2 separate regions of the Capra hircus genome follow, and region 2 is linked to region 1. Evidence: chromatin contacts called from public Hi-C data. All regions are on one chromosome and are shown on one strand. The core of a region is the stretch at or near the end of the contact, and the rest is flanking DNA. Distances in the headings are between cores, read along the strand shown. Region 1 overlaps TKT (transketolase). Region 2 overlaps RFT1 (protein RFT1 homolog).

Evidence for each region. Hi-C and Micro-C count contacts between places; a contact is called where the count stands out from the background.
Region 2: a Hi-C map of liver shows a contact between it and region 1, with 3 times the contacts expected there. The contact joins two enhancer-like sites. A contact is called at or near these places in 3 of 5 Hi-C or Micro-C datasets (blood and liver).

Annotation. Positions count from the first base shown.
Region 1 is chr22:47,639,124-47,644,805 of ARS1.2, reverse strand. It overlaps TKT (transketolase), which reads right to left. Exons shown (of 14, transcript XM_018067049.1): 7 at 4,726-4,919; 8 at 4,265-4,429; 9 at 2,934-3,090; 10 at 2,683-2,813; 11 at 2,017-2,100; 12 at 1,815-1,908; 13 at 1,094-1,216; 14 at 1-110. Among named protein-coding and RNA genes, the nearest start is that of TKT, 20 kb to the right of the region's middle. Within about 2 kb of position 3,730, at least 2 of the 5 cell types and tissues checked have an H3K27ac peak or open chromatin away from gene starts, as enhancers often do.
Region 2 is chr22:47,736,195-47,741,586 of ARS1.2, reverse strand. It overlaps RFT1 (protein RFT1 homolog), which reads right to left. Exons shown (of 16, transcript XR_001297142.2): 6 at 2,832-2,969. Among named protein-coding and RNA genes, the nearest start is that of RFT1, 12 kb to the right of the region's middle. Within about 2 kb of position 1,901, at least 2 of the 5 cell types and tissues checked have an H3K27ac peak or open chromatin away from gene starts, as enhancers often do.

The DNA of each region.
Region 1 (5,682 bases), core at 2,481-4,980:
CAGCAGCTCCGCTGGTTTCCCGCTTCTTGGCACCTGGCTGACCGCCAGGCGGGTGACAGTGACGCCAGGCTCTCCCACAACTGCAGAGGCCACTGCCTCACCTATGCCACCTGGACAAAGGAAAGGAGATGAGTAAGGGAATGCAGCCTCAGGGTGAGTGGTGAGCACATCGCCCCTAATTGCCCCCCAGCCCCGAATCAGTCTGAGTTTATTCCCTTTCCTAAGGATGTGGGAAGGACATATACTCCACCCTGCCCCACACCTGTAACCAGACGAGACATCACCAATCACAGCACTTTTTTTTCCCCATAAGCCCAAATGTGCCCTCTGAATCACTTTTAACACCATTTTCTGGGCATCAACCAATGAACGTATGCACCTGACTTCAGGGTCTAAGCCTATCTCTTCCCCAGGGGAGGAATGGCTTGTAGAGGATGGCTTTGTGAAGAACTAATAAAAGCTTCCCAGATGGGTGTTAGTCACTCAGTCATGTCCAACTCTTTGCAACCCCAGGGACTGCAGCTGGCCAGGCTCCACTGTCCACTGAATTTTTCAGGCAAGAATACTGGAGTGGATTGCCATTTCCTTGTCCAGGTGGCTCAGTGGTAAAGAATCTGCCTACAATGCAGAAGACCCAGGTTCAATACCTGGGTCAGGACGGGAAGATCCCCTGAAGGAGGAAATGGCAACCCACTCCAGTATTCCTGCCTGGAGAACCCCATCAACAGAGGAGTCTGGTGGGCTATGGTCCTTGGATTCGCAGAGTCGGACACAGCTGAAGCAACTAAGCAAACACACACACTCATAAAAGTCTGATATTTGTGTCGCTTTCCCACCTTGATTCTCCACAACAGCCTTAACTTTCAAGAACTTCAGGGACATAACTGTCGTGCGCTTTTAGCAAGGCTGGAACCCTTGCAGGTTTCCTGGATCGGGCAGGGATCTAAGGAGCCGTTCCAGCCATTGAGTTCACTGGTCCACAACCCAAGCCTGAGGTCTAATAAGAAACCAAGTGCCAGCTGCTCTGGGTTTCCTGGGCTGCAGCTACCCTGCTGGGGCTGGATGTCTAGCCGTGTGCCCCTAGCTCTCTCACCTTCATAGTAGTGGTCCTCCACAGTGAGGATCCTGCCCTTGGTAGCACGGGCACTGTCAAGAATGAGCTTCTTATCCAGGGGCTTGATGGTGAAAGGGTCCAACACGCGAATGTTGATCTTTTCTGTGAGGGGAGAAGAAGAGGGGTTAGGCAAAGGAGCTGGGTGCTGTGGGTCTGCCCTTTAGGGCCTTGGATGGGCGCCCTGGGAGGGAGCCTGCCACGTAGCTACCCACCCCTAATGGCTCACCCCCTCCTCTGTTGACCTGTGATGCCATGTCCTCCGCTACCCACCCCTCCACCTGGGAGCCTGCCTGGCCTGATTTGGGAGCAACTGGCCTCCAGGAAGATGAGAAGCACCCCTTCTCTCCCCTCCTGCCCTGGGCTGCAGGATGTTGGCATTTGGACTGTCAGGAAACTCCATCAAAGATGCTTTTCAAGCTAAAGAGGAAGCCAGAGGGACATTCCAAGAGTCTGCCCTGAGGTAAGGTAAGGCACAGTGATGCTGAATACCATACTTAGAGGCCAGCTAAGTAGATTCAAGTCCTATGGTCAGGTCCCAGGGCTTCTGATCTGGTCAGCGTGCTGGGCACACAATAAGGGCTCCAAGTCTGGCTTTTATTAATATCCTCATCATTTAATTAGATGAGATTCTTCCTCACCCCCAAGACCTGGTCTGCAGTCAGTGCCCCGTCTAAGACTCTGCAGGTCCCACATTCCTTACCTCTCTTCAGCAGGTCAGCAGCTGCCAGAGCCTCGTGCAGGGTCACCCCAGCACCAATCACAGTCACCTGGTCATCCTTGTTCTTCAGGACTACCTGGGGGCAACATGGGGGCCAGTCAGGCTCAGAAACGGGTGGCCTGGGGTGGGTCCCGACCTTAGGTTCACTCTACGGGGTCTCACTGGCGCATAAACTGCAATTGACCTTGGCTTGTCCGATTTGGAAATCTTCATTGTTGTTGTAGATGATGGCATTTTCTGGGCGGCTGGTCCGGATGAAGCAGATACCCTGGAATGAAACAGAATAACGAAGGATTTCAGGATGTAGGACATCTAATCTCAAGGGCAGGAGTCTTTCCTCTGCAGCGTGTGCCTCTCCAAATACTCCTCTTGTATGAGAGCCAGCCCCAAGTCCCAGAGAGAAGAGTCTCTATCAGGTAGACTATCTTCCAGGAAGGGCTGCCCCTACCCAAGTGCTATGCCTCGGTCCCTGTCCTCAGACAGAGGAATGAGAACCACGTGGGGGCTGCCTGGTCAACAGCAGGTGGCTCTTGGTCAGGACGGGCAGATAAGCCTCAACTGCTGGAATGGAGGCGGGGAGCTGGACTGGAATATCCCAGGAGCTGTTGGGATGCTCAAATGGGCAAAGAGCGCAGTGATCAATTAGCAGTGTCTGCCACATAGCAGGAAGGGTGGTGTGTATTCCATTTTTCCTAGTCTAACTCCTCCAAGCTATACCACCAAGTGCCAAGTCAGGAGATACCCATTCTGGGGCAGCAAATGAGCAGCTCTGGGCTGGCATGCTGGCCACCCTTCCTGTCTCTCTAGGGAAGGACTAGCTGCAGCTGAAGAAAGAAGTCACGTGACCCACCTTTGTATTGGCTGCTAATTCTACTGCCTTCTCCGTAGCCACCCCATCACTTGGGTAAAAGACAGTCGACATGGGGATAGAACGAAACATGGCCAGATCTTCCAGGGCCATCTGGGAGGGCCCGTCTTCTCCTAGGGTGTGGGAAAGGATACGTCAGTGTAAGACCCCATGCATGTAATGCACTCCTGGCCCCACACCCTGCTCCGGAAGTCTGAGGACGTCACAGGTGTAAGCACCCCAGCTCCACTCACCAATGGACACACCGCAGTGCGAGCCGCAGAGGTTGATGTTGCTCTCGGAGATGGCTGCCATGCGAATCTGGTCGAAGGCCCGTGTAAAGAAGGCTGCGAAGGTGCTGCAGAAGGGCACCGTCCTGTCGCGTGTGGCACAGCCCACGGCAATGCTCACCTGGGGTCAGAGCAGATGGCTTCAGCGCCGCGGGAGAGGTGGCCAGGAAGCCCAGGACTTCTCAGGGCCACCTCCTGGGAGGGGAGTGTTTTGTCATCCTAGTAACTGTTAATTCTCCTCTCATGCAAGTGATCCGGTGCACCTAGGGATTCCATCTGTTTCCAGACTCCTTTCAACTGATATTACCATTTCAAAAGTTCTCTTTAAAAAAAATCACTCTCCTGGGGAATACTTTCTTAGCAGCAAGCAAAGCCTTTCACAGAGCAAGCTAGTCAGCTGGGGCATGGATGGTTCATCCCTCCCAGGCCCGTGCAAGTTCCCCTCCACTCACTATCTCCCTGTTGCCCCAAGGCCTCTCCAAAGACAAGCCCTTGCACCCCTAAGCTCTGGAAGCTCCAGGCCCAAATCCTGGCCTAGAAGCACTGAGTGCAGGCACTGGTTCCAAATCGGCACCAGCTCCAGAGTTATGAAATCCACCAGCTGACATAAGCCCTCCTTCCCCAGCACACCAGGGGCCCCCCCAGCCCCCACCCTCTCCACACCCCACCAGTTTAGTCTGGATCTTCCAGCTGCCAAGGCCAGAAGCCAGAGACAACTTCCAGTTAAGGTATTAAGAGGAAGAATGTTGGGTGCAATAGAGCCAAATGGCCACCAGGGGGCGGAAGTTCCCAGCTCCTAGGGACCTGCAAGGCCTTGCTGGGCTCCTCTGCAGAAAGGAGCGGATATTTTGAAAAACTGGACGAAACATTGTTCCTTATTTAACAACCACAGTTCCCTGGCATGGACTTGTGAATACAACCATGCACGTGGTAGAGGTCCACCAAACTCATCTCTGTATCCCACAGGGTGGCAAGGGCCAGAGCCTTGTGTATGAGTTCAGCCGCCTTTGCTAAAACTACCCGCCTCCTGGCTATGCCTGCCCTTCATCTGCAGAGCCCTTTGCCCCCAGAGAAAGCCCACCCACCAGAATGCCTGGCTGGTGCGCAGTAGCCCCTGTTCAGCTCCCCTGTTTCCACTCCCCCAGCCCCTGGGTGTCACATCACCCCTCCCCCACCAGTCCCTTGAGGTCATGGGTCCACGCTGGGTCAAGGACCAGCGTGCCGATATAGCTGCTCAAGGGAGTGGGAGGGCTTCAGCCCTGCCCCCACACCCCACAGACCCCAGCTCTGCCTACCATGTTCTGCTCAGCAATGTAACACTCAATGAAACGGTCCGGGTGCTCCTTTTTGAAGAGTTCTGAGAAGGTGGAGTTCTTGGTGTCCCCATCCAGGGCGATGATGCGGTCACTAGCATGGCCCAGCTTGGCCAGGGCCTGTCCATAGGCCTTGCGGGTAGCTATCTGTGGGGAGGAAAGAGTGGGTAGGCTGAGCACCTTAGGAAGCATGAGGCCTGGAGCCCTGCTCAGCCCCTGGGCCACAGCTTCCACCAGGGAGAAAAGGGACAAAATATAGGCACAGAAAAGTAAATAACTCCAGAGTTGGCTGTCCCCATGAAAGAACTGCAAGGAGCAATATCTCAGGGTTCCTCCTCACCTTGAACTAACCTCTTTTCTCTCTCCTGGCCCCACTCTCTGGAAATGAGTACTGTTGCACCCCAGCCTAGTCAGTCCAGAAAATTGGAGGCTCAACTGGGTACCTTGTCTCCAACTTTGTAGCTGGGCGGGGTGGGCATTCGGATGTTGGTGATGTCCACTGAGGGGGCGTCCTCCTGTGGGGGGGTCGCCAGGATCTTCTTCTTGCTCTGGATCTGACCGTAGATTTCCTGGATGATCTGATCGGCCATATTTTTGGGGAGGGGCTTCCCATGCCAAGACTCCTTATCTTCTATCCCTACAGGTACATCAGAGGACAGACAGGTAAGGGGACAGCTCCCAGGGGACCAGGAAGAGCATGGAGGGCCCGGCCTCCATGTGAGGGCAGCCCACCACCATAGAGGGTAAGGAGAGGACTGTCATGACCAGCGCTCAACCGCAGGCCCCTACTGAGTGGTGGCCCAGGCCTCCAGGAGCTCCCAGTGGGAGGGGGCATACATGGGTGGACGAATATTGCTGGCATGCTGGCCCAACCCGTTCTCTGTGTCACCTCCCCACCCCAAGCTTGCAGAGAGTGGGGTCTGCTGCAAAAATCACTCTGTTGAAGAAGTTGGGAGGGAAGCTGAGGATCAGGGCAGGGTCAGCACTGCCAAAAGTCACCCCCTGCCAAGGTGTCTTGCTGTGTGGGAGGGCCAGTGAGGTTTAGTACCCCTCTCCTCTGAGTCACCTCAGATGTCACCACAGCCCAGGGAGAGCCAAGGACTCAGGCCACCCCCAGGAGCTGTAGTGGTAACACCTGAAGGGTGAGTGTCAGCAGCACTGAGGCTGCAACAGTATCCAAGAGGCCTCTCCCAGAGGCTCAGAGGGCTGTACACCTCTCCCAGATTCCAGTGAAATGTCCTCAACTGCCCCAAGTCCACACAGGCAGAGAGGGATGTGACCCCTGGTGGGCAGGGGGCCAGCTGGACACAATGCACAGTGAAGCCAGCCCAGGGTCTGCACTTAGCTCTCTTAATGCCAGACTCTGTAGTCAAGTTCCTGGCCACTTCTAGCCCCCATCG
Region 2 (5,392 bases), core at 652-3,151, 99 kb before region 1:
CCAATCTTTAAGTAAAACAAATAATTACTTTGGGCAATAAGCTAATTCCTTTTGGATGAATTCAGAGCATAAAGATTAAACACAGAGACTAAGGTTTTTTCACAGACAGAAGTTAGAAAGAAGTGGGCCCAAAGCCAGCTGTGTGATTTGGGGTGGATCACCTAACTCCTCTGAATTGGAGACAACAGTATTTACTCATAGGGTTACTATGAGGTTTAAGGACAGAAGTCCGAGTGCTTAGCCTAGGGCCAGGCACAGAGTAAGTATGCAGTCAATGGCAGTTATTACAAATAATTCTTTGACAAAGCTCAAATACTTCCACAGAACTCTGTAAGTCTTTAACAGGGGCCTCAGGGGTCGTGTAGACCAATAATCTCACCTTAAAAGTGAGGACCCTTGGGACTTTCCTGGAGGTCCAGTGGCTAAGACATCATGCTCCCAATGCAGGGGCCCCGGGTCCATCTCTGGTCAGGGAACTAATTTGCATGCTGTAACTAAGACCTGACACAGTCAAATAAATACTTTTTTTTTTAAAGTGAGAACTCAGAGATCTGGAGAGAGTCCTGCAGGCTTCAGATGTGAACCTACTGCCTCCCAAATGCACAGGAAGCTCCCTAAGGCTAAGCAGTCACCTTCCTATGTGTTTGTATCCCAGAGAGCACCCAAGCAGGGGCTGGGCTCTGTCAGGAGGAGTGCTGCCACAGATTGAAGGTACACTCAACCTTCTCATGCTCAGGCCTCAACAATGTGAGCACAGGTACTTTCGTGACAGGTGGACAGATGAAGCCACTGAACTCTCAGCAGTCAACAGTGTCTGCCTGGCTAGGATGCTCCAGCAGAGCTACTCCAGCTCTGAGCGCAGCAGTGAGGTGCTGGTGACGGTGTGGGCTGTCATTTACGGATGAGCACTCATGCCAGGCCACAGCATTAAGCACCTTACGTGCCCCCTCTCATGTGGCTCTCACAACCACCTTAGGAGGGAGGTATTCTTACTTAGTGAAGGACAGGGGAGCCTAGTGTGCTGCAGTCCACTGGGTCACTGAGTTGGACACACCTTAGCAACTAAACAACTCATTATGCCCATTTGATATACAAGGAAACTGAAGGTCAGAGTTCTGAGCCCATTACAGGGTTAAGTACACACTTGTCTGACTCTTCCTCTTTTCTCTTTGCCTGTATTAACAGTCCAAAAGCTGCACTTGAAAATACTGCTGAGAGCAGGCACTGGCCCAATACGACAAGCTGGCCAGGCTTGGTATAGGTGGGCCCTAGGGAATACTCGAGGAGAGGAACTTTTCTGTACTCTCAGATGCCCTCTATGGGCAGGGAGCTCCAGGTAAGAGAAGCTATCTGGAGTCTTGATCCACTAAGCCTACAGATAAGGCACCATGGCATCCAAAAACTGTGATGCTGATTTAGGTGAAAGGTTAGATCAGAACGGAGCGCTCTCTTCTAACAAGAACATACATGGCTTTGTTACATCGTATCTGGTTTTTCTTGAAAAGTTGTACAACAAGATTCCTAACATTCTGAGACTTGAATTCCAAATACTTTATTACATTTTTCAAGTAATAATGGAAGAGCTTTAAGGAGAAGCCCAGCTGAAGCCTTACCTCAACTCAGTGAACCACCTCCAGCGAATGAACAAGTACAAGAAAAAGGGAAAGTGGATCAGCCCAGACGGAGCAGGGCACAGGGCCACCGCACAGATGCAGTGTGGGAAAACACCGCAGGCGTGACTCCTGGGCTGGAGACTCTGGCTCTGACCCCACAAGAGTCGGGAGATAAAGTCAAATGGACCGAGAGTTGAAGTGTTGAGTAGAAAGAGATTATGCCTCCCTCCCACCCATCAGCCTCTGGAAGCCTCAACTGTCTACCTGGGGAAGCGGATCGCCTGAGAGAGTGGCCTGACACTAGACAAAGGAACCCTGCAGGGGCCTTCGGCTACATCAGCACCTCCAGACTGCCCATGCTGGAGGTCAGGCCCCGGGAAAAACCAAGAGACGGCAGCAGAGCAGAACAGAGAGAGCAGGCATGGGGGGAGAGCCTGTGCTCTGCTGGGAGTCACGCCTATCCGGCTCCTGGCCTCCCTCTGACCCCCACCCCAGGCAAGTATTTAGCTGCTAAGCCTCAGCTCTTCCTCCCTAAAAGAGAGATAACAATGTCAGCCCCAAAGAGTTGCTGTAACCATTAAATATGGTATGTAAATCATCTGGCACAGAGAGTGGCAGAGGGTTTCTCATCTGGGGGCAGTTCTGCACCCCAGGGGAGCATCTGGAGATATTTTCGGTTGTTACAACTGAGGGGTGGTAGTTACTGGTATCTAGTGGGTAAAGATCAAGAACGCCGCTATACATCCTACAATGCAAAGGACAGCCCACACAACAAAAATTATGTGGCCCACCCCGGAGAATGAAATGGCAACCCACTCCAAATCCCAGGGACAGAGGGGCCTGGCGGGCTACAGTCTATGGGGCCACAAGAGTTGGACACGACTTAGCAACTAAACAACAAATATATATATGTGCATATATACATTATGTATCTATAACTGAATCACTGTACCGTACACCTGAAACTAACACAACATTATAAATTATCTACATTTCAATAAAAGTTTTTTTTTTAATTAAAAAAAAATCATGCCACACAAATTGTCATTAGTGCCAAGATTTAGAAACCTTGGCTGAGCACATAACAGGCACTTCATAAACGTGAATTATCAAATTATCTTTGTTATCGTAACTATAAACAATAAATTGTCATTTCTTTCCCTCAAGGATAACCAGCATCTGTGATTAAAATGATAAGAGACAAAATACATTACTTACTCTACTTTTTGTCATACTGGGTAACAGATCTGTCATGCTGGAGACAGGAAGAGTTTGTTGCTTGGCTGATTCTGGGGAGCCCAATATCTTTGCAAAGTAAATAACATAGCAGAGCACCAGAACTATAGTATAGAAAAGCTGAAAAAAAGAAAACAGTGGGTTTTAATTACACTGTTTTAATGTAAGCATAATTAAGAAGGGGTTTTCCGGGTGGCTCACTGGTAAAGAATCCACCTGCCAATGCAGGAGATGAGGGTTCAATCCCTGGGTCCTGAAAATCTCCTGGAGAAGGAAATGGCAACCTACTCCAGGATTCTTGCTTGGGAAAGGGAAATCCCATGGACAGAGGAATCTGGCAGGCTACAAACCCAGCAACTAAACCACCACCATGATCACCATAACTAAGATGTGCCTATAGATTTGACCTTAAAGGCCAGTCAAGAAATAGAACTGTCTTAATTAACTGTACTTTCTACTGAGCAATGACTCACCTTCTGGAAAACAGTACTAGTCACTAACACTCAGCTCCACTGCAGCATCTCTGGGGAAGGCATCACAACACTCCACCTGACTGGGAGCATAGTTCTTCCAGGCAGGCAGAACATAACTTCCATGATAGATAGCCACTAGGGCAACCACACAGCAATGTCAGATACGTTCTGAGAAGATTTGTATCTGGCCAAAGGGACGGCTTTCCCACCTAGACAGCACACCGTGAGGATCCATGTGTCCTGGCTGTGCTAATATCCAGGGATGTGCCATCATCCAGGGCTGGGGATTTTCTATGAACCCTGGAAACCTGTGACATTATGATTAAAAGGCAAAATTAAGCTGCTGGCTCTCCTCTCTGCCCAGCACATGGGCAAGGCAAGAGCTACCACAGGACTGGGAGGGAAGAGGTGATAAAAGGCCCCACAATCCCTCCCTCTTCCCATCTGAGACAGAAAGTGGCTTCTGGTGAGGAGCAGCAGCCTGGGGTTTTGTCTGCAGGTTGGGGAGGAGCATCCCAAGAGCCCCTTCTTACAAGTTCCCTTGTCCACTCTCAGCCTGAGAACAGCACTGCACAAGGTCAAGGACTGGGATCTCCAGGCACCACTTTCAATCTGGAAATACCAAGGCTTAATGTGTAAAAAAGGCACACATCAAGGACTAAGAGGAGTCTGGATTTAGCAGGTGTAGGCCCTCTGCTTTCCAAACCCATCCACGCCTGAGGACAGACCTGCCACCCACCCTCCTTCTTTCATGCCTCAAACCCTTTAAGACACAAGGAGTGCTGTGGGAGCCACACCATCTAATGCCTACGTCCTCTGTAACAAGCACCTTTTCCAGCCCCCTTTCCTGCCTCTGTCAACATCCCGCTGACCAGAGCCTGGGGAGGAGCAACAATCTCTTCACAGAATATCCTAACTACAGGATCCCTGCCCCTCCTTTTAATTGAGGAAAAATTCACATAACGTTGACCATTTTAATCATTTTACAGCATAAAATGCAGTGGTTTTTAGTACATTCACAATGTTGTATAACCACCACCACTATCTAATTCCAGAACATTTTTCATCTCTAAAAGGAAATTCTTGGCCCATTAAGCAGTCACTCTCCATTCCTCTATCCCCTGATAACCACTAATCTGCTTTCCATCTCTATGGACTCACTTACTCTGGACATTATATATTAATGGAATCATATAATGGGTGGCCTTTACTGCCTGGTTTCTTTCACTTAGCACAATGCTTTCGAGGTTCATTTACATCATAGCACATATCAGTATTTCATTTTTACGGCTGAATAATACTCTATTATATAGATATACCATATTTTGTTTATCCATTCATCAGCTGATGAACATTTGGTTGCTTCCACCTTTTGACTATCATGAATAGTATTATACAAACATCAGTATACAAATTTTTGTTTGATCACCTGTCTTCAATTCTTTTGGGTTATATATCTAGGAGTAGAATTGCCGGATTATGTGGCAGTTCTATATTTAACATTTTGGGGAACTGCTAAATTGTTTTCTAAAGCAGCTGCACCATATTACATTTCTACCAGCAATGTATGAGTATTCCAATTTCTCCATATTTTCAACAACACTTGCTATTTCCTATCTTTTTGATAACTGCCATCCTAGTGGGTGCAAAACAGTATCTCATCGTGGTTTTGATTTACATCTGCCTAATGACTAATGATGCTGAGCATCTTTTCATGCGCTTATTTATATATCTTCTTTGGAGAAATACCTATTCAAGTCCTTGACCCACTTCTGGGGTGGTTTGTTTTCTGTTATTGAATTGTGAGGGTTCTTTATCATTCTAGACTGACTCTTTTTATTTGAGTCATGATGCCAAGGGTTGAGGGACCTGCTTCAGGAGGAACCGGGAGGCAAGCTGGAAAAAGGGGAATCCGAGCGCCATAGGTGGGGCTCCCCTGCTGATATGAGATGCTGTTAACTCTTCAACCTCTCCCACAGAGACTGACAATGTCCCAGAGAAGAACTTCCACAAGTCTTATGATAAGGACGCCAATAAAACTCAAACTCAGAACTGGCCTAGCTGACCTAT